2 separate regions of the Gossypium hirsutum genome follow, and region 2 is linked to region 1. Evidence: chromatin contacts called from public Hi-C data. All regions are on one chromosome and are shown on one strand. The core of a region is the stretch at or near the end of the contact, and the rest is flanking DNA. Distances in the headings are between cores, read along the strand shown.

Region 1 (2,844 bases), core at 187-2,686:
GCACAGGATATCAAGCATACTTGCTATACAGAATTAGTTATCTCTTATCTGGAATCAGTCAAGCAGGGTCTTCTATCACTTACCATCTGTATTGCTTCCATAAATGTAACACTGAATTCTTTAAGAATATTAGCATGGCTGTTTAACCTTCTTCTCCAAGCTTGTTTTGGTGGGGCAGCACTATCAAAATTAAACTATAGAGAACCAAACCAAAAAATCATTAAAATCAGTACAGAAGAAAGCTTAAATTAATCTGAAAAAAAGAAACCACGATTATCATGTCAAATAGAATAGTTCTCATATAAAAGAAATGTGGCAGTGAAACCCAAAATTAAATCAAAATGTCACTTTTAGTCCTTTTATTCAGTCATATGTATGCAGACGGAATATTGTCATATTGCTGATTTAAGATTATCAGATATGAAATAATATCATGAAGACCCAACTCCATTAATTTGAGACGAATCACTATCAATCTCTTCCCTACAGTTGAAACGAATACTGAAATGATTCTAAGTGGCATCAAGTTCAAAACGTTTTTTCTTACTTCAAACAATTTACAGGTTTTTGACCAGACACCAGCCGCAAAAATCAACTAATCGTATGTATGGCATGAATCGTATCAGGCCAGCGATCCTTTTTTTTTTTCCTGAATTTTGACGAGACGCAAGCTCGCAGTCAAGCTCTCAGTAATGGTAAATACAAAGAAAAAGGATCATTTCCAAATATTTAAGTAAAAAATTAATTAAATAGTTCCTAAGGCATGCCTTATATGCTATCTACAAAATCACGCGCAATGATTGAATTAAATAAGAGGCAGAAAATATACAAAATAAATAGTTCAAATTTCCTACAAAATGAATTTGAAACCTTATTACTTTAGGATAGAACTAATTCTGTGGAAAAACAACCTTGCTCCTCTTAACTTTTAGACTAATACTATTTTTTTTCCTCCGCTTTTACACATTTTCTCAGGAACCAAACAGAACGAAATCAACTTATAAAAAAAGAACGCCATAATCAACAAAGTTATTCCCGTTAATATTAAGGAAAAAAAAAAGAGGCAAAACAAAAAACTGACCAATTGTAAAGTATTACGGCTGACATATTCTTCAGGCGGCCATGAATTCTTTTTAGAATGAAATAAGTTTCCAGTAACCATGTTGACTAATCAAAATTCAAATTTCCACTCCAATAATGTCCTTTCCCAAATTCATGCGATCAACAAAAGAGAAAGAAAAATAAATAAAAGCAAAAGAACTTGGAAGAAAAAGCCTCCTATACTCTAAAGATCTCTTATTTATATTTTAAAAAAAAAGAATAGAAAAGGAAAGGAAATGCTAAATCAGAGAATCGCGGGATCAGATATGTAGGGGTACTTTAGATTTCCGTGTAGAAAAACTGGACAAGCGTTAAGCATTCGTGGCGGCTTTTTTGGGATATAAAAATGGAAAAAGAAGAGAAATAAAAATTTAAAATAAAAGAAAGAGAGAGAATGAAGGGGGGACGGGTGGAGCCGTAGGGTTGGCGCGTGGAAGATCCCTTTGGACTTTGGAGCCTTGTCAGCTCTCATGGATCGCCAGGTGGGTGTCAATGTCACAATAAAGTCCAATTTCTTTCATTTTTTATTTATTTGTTAATATCATATTTCATCCAAGTTCAAAATACAATAATAATGTTAGGTTAAAATTTTGGTTTATTATCAACTCGTAATTAAAACATTATTAAAAATTATTACTAAAAAACATATTTTTATAATAATATAATTTATTTTTAAATAGAAATATTTTAATAATTTTTCAATTTAGTTATATACATTAGTATTTTTTTTATCGGAGTATGTACATACACCAATTGGATTAAAAGCTTAAGATAAGTATAGATGTTGATAACTTGATTCTTAGCCAAGTGTTGTATTTTCAAAACATATAAATTAAAAACAACAAATATTTTTAAAATTTTATTAATTATATTTTTTTGAAAATGTGAAAAATTTTGAAATTTTAATTTTTCCTAAAAGGAAAAAAGAACAGGTAAAAGGTCGATGCGTGATAGCTGCCTCCAATGGGTGAGGATGTGGGGTCATCTTTCTTTTTGGTCTTAAAAAGAATATGGTGGAGTATTTTTCTAATTAAAATTAAAAATGAAAACAAAAGTAAAAATAAGAAAATTTTTATTTGATTATTTGCTAATTTAGTGGGCGGTGCGAACTTGAGATAATATGCGGTTGTGTCGTGTGGTGTTTGTCTGGACCGCATCGCATAGCGTCCCACGCAGTGAGCAACTAACTAATTTTACTGTTTTTCCATTTTCCATACCACCTGCTCACGGGACAAATAACAAGATCCACTTGCTTGTTCATATGTTACTAAAACTTGAAAAGAATAAACTATGCTATTAATCATTAAATTATAGGTAAGTTTTTATTTTGGTCACTTAATAAAAAAGGTTATAATTTGATCACTGGACTATTTAATAGTTTTCATTTAAATCACTATACTATTAAAATCAATGTTATATGATTTTTTTTTGTTCATACTATCTGCACCAATAGAAAGCGCTTTTTCCTCTTCTCTTTTATAGTTCAGTTTGTTTTTTTTTATGAAACAATTTTGGAAGCCACAATTTGCGAACTAAAATTCAAATAACTTTTTTTCTTTAATCTTTGACATTGACCATCAAATCAACTTGGATCTAAGGTATGTGCTACTCGTCGATAGGTACTGATCCACTATATCAATCATCGAATCGTCGCTTGGAGCTCACTGGCGAAACTTTTTTGAAAAAAAAAAATAATCTAGTGACTTAAATAAAAACTTTCGAATAGTTCAATAATCAAATTGT
Region 2 (2,844 bases), core at 115-2,614, 330 kb before region 1:
ACAGATAGTTGACACGTAGCACAGTCGGCTACTGCATTTGCCTTACCTCGTATATCATAGTGTGGTGTAAAATATGTAAATTGCACTAACAGTCACTCAATTTTAGAATAATTAACAAAATAGTCACTTAGGTTTCATATCAGTCACTCAACTTTTAAAAAATAATAAAACAGTCACTAACGTTATAAAAAAGTGACAAAATAATCACCGATTAACAATTTCCATTAGGGGTTAACGGGACAGCTGATGTGACAATTTAACCAGCTGATGTGGCAAGTTAACTTGCCACATTGGATGTACATAGTAAAACCCACCCAATTTAAAAAAAAATTGAAAAAAAAATAACGTTAATAATAGAGAAGAAGAAGAAGAAGAGACTGTAAAAAAAAATCTTCTTTGCCTCTTCCTCTGTAACCTTCCGCCATTGTTGTCCTGGCAATATCGATCTTTCAATTTCTTGGATTTCCCATGGACTCCATCTCAAAAAAAAAATCTTATCTGTTCAAACAAAATCTTCGCTGCTTGGTTTAAGTCAATGAGTTCTTCTACAAATCTCTACACTTTCTCTATTTGGTATTACAACACATCTAGAAATAACGCCCTTGTTTGGTCGGCTAATAATTCTCCACTGACCCAAAATTCGTCTCTTGTCATCGGCCACTGATGGTGTAATTTAATCGATTAACACAGCCAATAAAAAAGTGATGACAGGCAGGTAACTTGTCATAGCAACAGCTAAAGTTGCAGTGGTATAAACAAGGGCGATACCATTGATATCCAAGCTTAAAGTTGTCCTGAAATCTAAAATTTCGCAATAGTTGATATGATTTCTTCCACTGTAATGGCTGTGCAAAAACCTTAATAGCATCCATAGCTCTTCCTTCTCTAAGCTTCTTCTTCCTACACAAACTATTCAACAAAGTAGTATAACTCAATGAATCTGGTACAAATCTTTTATTCAACATATCTTCTAACAAATCTACAGCTCTATTCACTTGACTCTTCTTGCATACCCTTTGCATTAATATCCTATAAGACTCGACATCAGGCATAACACCTCTCTCAAACAATTTTTTGAACAGTTTGTATGCAATACTTAAGTCCCCATTCAAACAAAATGCACCCATCAAAATGTTGTAAGATTTGGTATTGGGGAAAACACTATATTTATAGGCAATCTTGAAAAGGTCGAAAACAGGCATGATGAAGTCACGATGAGAAACAAGCAGCTCAAGGATATGATTTAAGTTTCTGAGTAAAGGCTTAACATTGAATTCAAGCATTTTGTAGAACACATTGAGAGCTTTCTGGGATAAATCAGCTTCAGCATAGATTTTGATGAGGTAAGAAAAGAGAGTCGACATAGATTTTGATCGGATTTGAGACGAATGAGAAGGTTGTTGACAAGATAAAAGTGCTTGGAACCACCGAATTTGAGAATGAGGATGAGGAAGGAAGAGTAAGAATGACAAAAACCGGGTTGGGTGGTGACAACATCGAAGATTTCTTTAGCGAGGAGAGGGTCGGATTAGGCGGATATCAGTTTCAAGACTCATGTAGGGGAAGCTATTGGCGACAGCGACGGTTGCCGTTGATTTGAAAACTGGACACATCTCTATTTTTTCTCTTCTTCTTCTTCTTCTCTTTTTAAACCCTAAATTAGTGCTGATAGGGCTGTTAAATTGGTGGTAACCGGCCACCTAGAGACCGTCATCTGTTATGTCACTTTACTGTGACGTCTGTGACGGAAATGACTGTTTTGTCACTTTTTTAAAGTTAAGTGACTGAAATGAAATTAAGGTAACTGTTTTATCAGCTACCCAAAATTAAGTGACTGTTGGTGTAATTTACCTTTTTTTAATCAAAAGATCTAAACAGGCCGAAATCTCAATTAATCGCTTAGAAATTTCGTACTTATGAATTTCCTTAGGATAATTCTCATCAAAATCCCAAGAACATTTGTTATCAAGAACAAAATTACAAATAAAATCAACTGTTTTGTTGCAGCACCTAGAGGCCCACTTAACATCAACCGAAGTAAAGCTTCCCAACATTGTTCTAACTTTGTCCGCACACTGCCCAAAGATGGTGATGTCCCGTCCATTTCTATTCATCCTGTTTACCATGCAGTCGTAATATGACTTTGATAATGTATTTTTAAGTTCGAGATAATTTTAATACTTAATTTGCATTAGATGATACAAGTATTTAAGCTATTTTACTTAATTAATATTTATTTTTATATTTAAATATTGTAATTATTAAATTTTATATTTACCGAATTAATATTTAGATATTAATTTGTTTTCATTTATCAAATTAAATTAAAAATGTTACTAAATTTATTATAAAAATTTATAAAAAGAATCAAATTTTAAGAAAAACTGAGAAAAGTTTTAGGGGCTAAATACAAATTTGTCCTTTTTCTTAAATACTAATTGTAATATCAAAATAAAAAAATTAAAATTTAAAGAGACTTAAAAGAAGTTTTCCAATTAAAATTGTCTTTGATTGGTATAGCGTTAAAAATTATTTTTGAATGTAATTGCTTGTAATTACACAAAAGTGACATGTTTGAGTTACCATTATAATTGGTAGGTTCACTAAATTTGTATAATTTGAGCATTCAATTACACTTTCTAATTCTTAGGGAAGAGGGTGAGAATTAGAGTAATTATGTGAGTAATTACACCTAAATTCAATTACCCATAATTTTTTAAACATTCATACATGATTTTAGCTTTAAAAAATTTATTTTTTATACAAGTTTAAGTGATAAAAATTATATTATAAGTATTAACTTATATGAGTGTTTTGGGATGGTTATGACAAAAAAAAGTTATA

What was found. Hi-C and Micro-C count contacts between places; a contact is called where the count stands out from the background.
Region 2: a Hi-C map of hypocotyl shows a contact between it and region 1, with 2.6 times the contacts expected there. The contact joins the promoter of LOC107897754 here to the promoter of LOC107897751 in region 1. A contact is called at or near these places in 11 of 34 Hi-C or Micro-C datasets (callus, fibers, hypocotyl and 2 more).

Annotation. Positions count from the first base shown.
Region 1 is chrA10:65,576,164-65,579,007 of Gossypium_hirsutum_v2.1, reverse strand. LOC107897751 (non-lysosomal glucosylceramidase) reads right to left here and starts at 1,436. Exons shown (of 18, transcript XM_016823320.2): 1 at 1,082-1,436; 2 at 84-194. The coding sequence starts at 1,162.
Region 2 is chrA10:65,906,133-65,908,976 of Gossypium_hirsutum_v2.1, reverse strand. LOC107897754 (pentatricopeptide repeat-containing protein At4g01400, mitochondrial) reads right to left here and starts at 1,364. Exons shown (of 1, transcript XM_016823326.2): 1 at 651-1,364. The coding sequence starts at 1,364. The coding sequence ends at 651.